Regions from separate parts of the Triticum aestivum genome. Here region 1 is linked to region 2. A link is a contact called in public Hi-C data. All regions are on one chromosome and are shown on one strand. The core of a region is the stretch at or near the end of the contact, and the rest is flanking DNA. Distances in the headings are between cores, read along the strand shown. Region 1 holds the start of LOC123136741 (lipoxygenase 2.3, chloroplastic). Region 2 holds the start of LOC123136736.

Region 1 (3,372 bases), core at 66-2,565, 960 kb after region 2:
AGCACAGAAAATGTCCATATTTACCGACCAGATGTGCCGTACCTTTTCGCCCCCAACAAATGTGCCGTGCCTGGATAGAAGTCCCTAAATGGCATGTCATGTTTCCAAAAAGAAAAAAATGGCACGTCATGTACATGTGGCTGTCCTCCAGTGTGCTCTCTTTTAAGTAGTTTGTTTACTAAAAAAAACGCTCGAATAACTATATAAACACCTGCATATTAAGTTCTGTGATGGTCATGTCACGGTCACGTGCATTGGCGGCACATCCCATCAATAATAATGTGAAGGGGAATCAACGTGCGATTGCGTACGTGCTGGACCTGGGGTATCTATCTGAGATGTGTGGCACACGTAAAAGAAGAAAGATTAACCGCGAAGCATGAGACCCTAAGAAAGACCGCGAGGCTTGAGGGGATCTGTGTTTGTGCAAACTTCTCGCACAGATCGACCACGTACACGTCCGGGAGGGGGGATGTGCCAAAATGGGCGGTCACATGCACCGGGAAGTGACAAGCCTACTGATGTATACTTCGTGCGTGACCCCACTACCCTACATCCTACTGATGTATACATCGTGTCCGACCCCGCTGCTGGGTGTGGTGTGGAACGTGCTTCAAGGTTCCAATGTCGCCCTCCTGCTCGTTCAACAAATTTTATGTGGTTTTCTCGAGCCCTAGTCGGTCGACTAGCCAACTTTCTATTGCGCATGCAGCAACTGGCATCAGCGACATTTATTTTGAGATGAAGGAAGTATATATTCTTTAGGCTGCTGGAGCTGCCTAAACAAAGATCAAATGTGGCGTTCGCTCAAACTTTTCGTAGAAGAAAATATCTGGTGCACCCGGTCTCAATTGTCATTTTCGAGAATTCAATAAAATCTAAAAAGAAACAAAGGGCATGCAAACAATGAGTAGCGACACAGGAAAGTATTCAAATCCAAACTGAAAGCGCAATTGCGAAACACAAATGATATTGATGGAATTTACAACCAAATCTAGATTAGCTTACTATTCAACACGTGATTTGTCTTTTTTTTTCACAAGCTATATTTGAAGTTCTGAACTTTTACAGTGATTCAATTCTTTCCAACACCTTTTTGTAAACGTCTAGACAGGTGCACGCCACATACCATAGGGCGTCATGTACATACACTCTTCAAATGGACATTTTATTTCCAAGACAAATGATTTGGTTAGCTAGCCAGGTACGCAGCTAATCATCGTGTTGCACAGCCCATCACGACTGACACACACACGCACGTGAAACACATCGCCGTGAAGCACCGCAGCCAACAATATAAACTGACACACATACTACCACGGACGCAGAGCACTTGGGAGAGCCGAGAGAGAGAGGCCGGCCCTCCTAGCTAGCTAGCTAACTAATCAGCATAAGAACAGAAGGGAGAGATCGAACCAGCTCGATCCATCGGCAGCAGCTAGCTAGCCCTGCCCGCGCCAGCCATGATCCATCTGAAGCAGCCGCTGGTGCTCTCCGCGCAGAGCAGCAATGTTGCCTCGCCACCGCTCTTCGCCACGGCGGCGGCCGCGAGCGGCCAGCAGAGGCGGGCGTCCGGCGCCGGGAGGAGCCGCTCTGGGCGCCGGCTCACGGCGCGCAGGATAAGCTGCGCGTCGACCGAGGAGGCCGTCGGCGTCTCGACGTCCATGACGACCAAGGAGAGGTCGCTGACGGTGACGGCCGTCGTGACCGCGCAGGCGCCGACCTCCGTGTACGTCGCCCGGGGCCTCGACGACATCCAGGACCTCTTCGGCAAGACGCTGCTGCTCGAGCTCGTCAGCTCCGAGCTCGACCCCAGTGAGCCTCTCCATCTTTTCTCACCACAACGATAGCATGCAGGACAGGAGAGAGCACTGTGCGTTGCATGCATGCTACAGCCAGCGGTTGATTTGATTTTTCACATGGCTGAGAAAAGTTGCTTCGATGCGTAGAGACGGGAAGGGAGAGGGAGAAAGTGAAGGGGTTCGCGCACATGACGCTCAAGGAGGGGACGTACGAGGCCAAGATGTCGGTGCCGGCGTCGTTCGGGCCGGTGGGCGCGGTGCTGGTGGAGAACGAGCACCACAGGGAGATGTTCATCAAGGACATCAAGCTCATCACCGGCGGCGACGAGAGCACCGCCATCACCTTCGACGTCGCCTCCTGGGTGCACTCCAAGTTCGACGACCCCGAGCCGCGCGCCTTCTTCACCGTCAAGGTAGGCAATTAGCCAACGGCATGCAGCTAAGCTAGCCATGAAGCCACGCTCTCTCCGTGCTTGCTTGGTTGTACTATGGAACTAACCATGGCGTGCGTATGTTGTTGCAGTCATACCTGCCGTCGCAAACGCCGCCGGGAATCGAGGCGCTGAGGAAGAAGGAGCTGGAGAAGCTGCGTGGCGACGGGCACAGCGAACGCAAGTTCCACGAGCGCGTCTACGACTACGACACGTACAACGACCTCGGCGACCCGGACAAGAACATGGACCACAAACGCCCGGTGCTGGGCACCAAGGAGCACCCCTACCCTCGCCGGTGCCGCACCGGCCGGCCCAAGACCCTCTACGGTACGTAACGTAAGCACACCGCCCTTGCTACCTGCTAAGCAATAATCTTGTTCCAAATTCTAACGATTGCCGGTGGTTGTGCTATAGACCCGGAGACGGAGAAGAGGAGCTCGCCGGTGTACGTGCCGCGCGACGAGCAGTTCTCGGACGTCAAGGGGCGGACGTTCAGCGCGACGACGCTGCGGTCGGGGCTGCACGCCATCCTGCCGGCGCTGGCGCCGCTGCTCAACAACTCGCAGTGCTTCTTGCACTTCCCGGCCATCGACGCCCTCTACAGCGACGGCATCCCGCTCCCCGTCGACGGGCACGGCGGCACCTCCTTCAACGTCATCAACGACGTCATTCCCCGTGTCGTCCAGATGATCGAGGACACCACCGAGCACGTCCTCCGCTTCGAGGTTCCCGAGATGCTTGAGAGTGAGCACCGCCGTCCATGCCTGATCCGACAGAGCACGCAGTACACGTACAGTGCGAATCGAGCAGTTAATTACTGTGAGACCACATAGTACATGACATGACTTTGCACTTTTGTAGGGGACCGATTTTCGTGGTTCAGAGACGAGGAGTTCGCAAGGCAGACGCTCGCCGGGCTCAACCCTATCTGCATCCGCCGCCTCACGGTAATTAATCAACCATTTTTTTACAGCCTTTGATCAAGTTGCTTTTAATAAGTTCGCTTAGTTAATTAAGAGAGTGCATGCATGGTGCAGGAATTCCCCATCGTGAGCAAGCTCGACCCGGCGGTGTACGGGCCGGCGGAGTCGGCGCTGACCAAGGAGGTCCTGGAGAAGATGATGAACGGGCGGATG
Region 2 (3,571 bases), core at 835-3,334:
AATACATTAAACTGAACACAAACTCACAAATATATGACATAGTAATTTATGATGTAAAATAGAGATGGTAAGAGGTGTAAACCAGACAAGAGGTTTCAATTCACTGGATTATGATGAACTACTATCATTCATTACTTGATGATGCTGAATTATCAGAGGAGTCAGGGCTAGGGAATCAAGGGAGCAGACCTGGACTGCAAGCAGACCGAGAAAGCACGGTTTGTCAAAGAGGTGGGCCAGAGTCAAATGCTTCAGATCATCCTGTCCAAGTTAGAGAAATAAGCAACTCTGAACTCCATTCAAAACATACTTTTAAAATAGTAAAGCAGATGACAAACTACACATAATCAGTGAATCACCGTTATTGTGTAGAGCTGGTATAGCACGTCATTCATGCCCCCAGTCTCCTCATTGAGCGATGCCCAGTGCCTCTCGATGCTGTATTTCTGAATGACATTCTTCACCCGGTCACTGAAGTAGTTAGCCATCTCCACAACCATCTCAAGGGCCTTGGAGTTTCCAGCCACTGTATACTGATCAAGAAGCCCTTGCATAATCTACAAACCAAAAAAATTGCAGACGCAGCAAGACAATGCATTAGAGAATCACACAGAATAGAAGTACAGAACACGGGATACGGATCACAGAATCCAGATCACAACTCAACACAATGATTTACATGTTGAAGGAGTAGAGACTAAAACATTTTGTATACCTTGTGAATTGTGTAGTAAGGAGCCCAAACAGTAGTGAGGGCCTCAGCGCGGTCGAAGAACTCCGACGGGAAGGCCGACAGGTACCCTGTGCCCATCTTCTTCTGGCAGTCGTATAGCACGTCGACGACGGACGACATCTTGGCACGGAGGGTGTCATTGTGCGTACTCGCCCACATCTTGGCCGTGGCGCTCAGGTAGTGCCCTGCAATGCAAAGAACAGCGTCAGGCCAAAAGAAGTTCAGTTGAGATGAGCGACTGGCATGTGCGAATGAGCAGGGAAAGATTGTGGCGGCGGCGCACCGACGAAGTGTCCCCGGAGCTCGACGTTGGGCCCCTCCCACCCGCCGTAGGGCGTGCCGGTCGCCGTCAGGCCGGCCTGCGTGCGGAAGCTCCAGACGAGGCGGTCGGCGTCCAGGAGGAGCAGGTACTCCAGGTTGGTCTGCTGGGCCTGCCAGTACACGGTCCCCGGCTGGAGCCGCACGTCGTGCAGCGACGCCTCCGAGAGGAACGGACCCGCGGGGCCGTCCACGGCGGCGGCGCCGCCGCCCCGGAGCTTGCGATAGAGCATCAGCCAGTCGAACGCCTCGCGCGGCGGGGTGCTGCCGCCGCCGCCGCCTAGGAGCCTCCGCGGCATGAGCTCCATCCAGGCGGACTCGTCGGTCGGGGTGAGGTGCTGCTCGTGGTCGTGCCCGTGCCCGTGGCCACGGGCGGCGGGGCCGGCAGGCAGCCGCAGCTGCCCCGCCGCGCGCTCCGCGTGGGTCGCCACCGAATCCGACGACGGGAACGTGTTCGTGCAGACCTTCGCCGCGGCGGCGGTCAAGAGCACCGCCACGACCCCCAACGCCGCCACCGCTGCCGCCACGCCTCGCGCCATTCCCGTCCCCCCCTAAGAATTCACTCACCAGTCACTTCTTAGCCGTCAACGCTCGACTGCCACCGCCCGGCGCATAATATAGGGCAAGGAGAGCCTCCAAGAATCCCCAGACCTTCAATTATAGCCGGAGCAAGGCGAGAGGGTGAAGCAACAGGCTCGCAAGCGACGCGACGGCGACAACGCACTCCGAGAGCTCGGAGAGGATGGCGACCGGTGCGACCACAGAAGGTGGGCGGGTGGCGATCTCGGTCGGCGAAGAACAGGAAGGGGGATTCTTCTTTGGGAAAAATCGCGGCTCTTTTTTGGTTTGCTGCGGTGCGTGCGCGGGGACGGATCGGCGGGGAGGAGACGCAAGAAACGCGCGTCGAGGGGAGGCAGTCTTGCACCCAAAGGGCCGCAACCATGGACGGGAATGGACCGGGTGACGGACGGGACGGCAGCGTCGCTTGCTTACACGTCGGAGCGTTCGTTGGAAAACGATGTGATCTAGTACTAGCCAGTACCTCAGCGTCTGGATCAGCAACGGCGGCCGTTGGCGCGTCCATGTGTACCTCAGCAGCGTCGCGGATCGATGGCGGTACAAGACGGACGGACGGACGGACGCACGCCGCGCCAGGAATCATCATCTATTTCTGTTCTTGGATTTCCAGACTGAGCCCAGACCAGAGTGGCTCCAGCACACGGAAGGAGGAACACTCCACTGCAACTGCCGTTTACCATATTGGATGAGCATCTTTGTTGTGACCTCAGCTCGCCGGAACTAGCCAGTATGGTGGTTGCGCTTAGGATCGATCGACACACGATACAGCCGGGACGGCATCCGCACCGCGATTTCTGTTCTCGAATTTCCAACTCAGCAGGCATGAACCAAACTTAGGTTCGGAATAGACCTAAGGGCATTTCTAGCCCATCCCCGTAATTCAATTACCCGTCCTATCCCACCCTTCAATTCCCATTTTTGCACACAGGCTTCGTCTCAACATATATTGCCACAACCATGTTAATTCAAAACTTGAGAATTCAAGTACACACACTTCAAGTACATATCAAAATTTAAGGTTTTTAAACTTAACCATTGAGATTGAAACACAACATGCGGTCCAAATGAACTAACAATCCAACTAAAACATGGTAAAAACACTAGAATCAAGTGCTATGAAGTGCCAACGGTGCTCAACAAGATCTTCTTAAAGTTGCTTGTGAGCTTTTTGATCCTTCGGTGAGCTTAAAGGAATGCATGGGTACTATTTCGGCGACGTTTTGACTCCACCATGACACCATTGTAGAGGAACCGTAAGTTTTCCGGGTCATCCCTCTCGTCCTCGATGATCATGTTGTGCAAGATACCACATGTTGTCATGATCCGCCACATGCTATCAGCAATCAAGTTAGTGTCTCTCCTAGTGTTTGTGCAACACGAGTGTCGGTACAAAAGCCGGCAGACCTCAGGTAGGGGGTCCGCCACATGCTATCAGCAATCAAGCCAGTGTCTCTCCTAGGGCGTGTTTGGTTGCCCGCATCGAGCCCAACCAGGCCCGCGCGGGAAGGAAGAGGCATGTTTGCTTGCCTGGTTTCACTGTTGGCCCTGCATCGCACGCTTCTCAAAGCAGCCCACAGCCTGGCTCGCTGGAAACGCTTGGATCGACAGTTTCTCGCGAGTCAGGCTGAGTGCGGCGCGAGGTCGCATGGGCGCGTGCGAGGCGAGGGCGAGAGGGGATGGCGCGAGATGGAAATCTGGCCTCACCCCCTTTCACTCGCTCACCCATAGGCACTACCCCCCTTTCTTCCCTACTGCCTCACCGCCGTCGGCCGCTGCGATTTCAGATCTGCGCTAGAGGGGGCGGCGGCGGCGGAAGAGGCGGCGGAGTTTGCGGCGGATCTGGTACTCCCCTTGCTGTTGGCCACCGTCTAGTCGACCTTGTCTGTGCCATGGCCCCCCCTAAGACGTCCTCGTCTCCGATGCCGGTAAGCAGCACCCCCT

The links. Hi-C and Micro-C count contacts between places; a contact is called where the count stands out from the background.
Region 1: a contact with region 2 is called in a Hi-C map of leaf, with 6 times the contacts expected there. The contact joins the promoter of LOC123136741 here to the promoter of LOC123136736 in region 2. A contact is called at or near these places in 2 of 5 Hi-C or Micro-C datasets (both in leaf).

Annotation. Positions count from the first base shown.
Region 1 is chr6B:234,322,888-234,326,259 of IWGSC CS RefSeq v2.1, forward strand. LOC123136741 (lipoxygenase 2.3, chloroplastic) reads left to right here and starts at 1,316. Exons shown (of 6, transcript XM_044556227.1): 1 at 1,316-1,815; 2 at 1,950-2,215; 3 at 2,326-2,563; 4 at 2,651-2,980; 5 at 3,098-3,183; 6 at 3,274-3,372. The coding sequence starts at 1,464.
Region 2 is chr6B:233,361,722-233,365,292 of IWGSC CS RefSeq v2.1, forward strand. It overlaps LOC123136736, which reads right to left and starts at 2,085. Exons shown (of 12, transcript XM_044556219.1): 1 at 1,017-2,085; 2 at 716-918; 3 at 360-557; 4 at 190-261. The coding sequence starts at 1,590.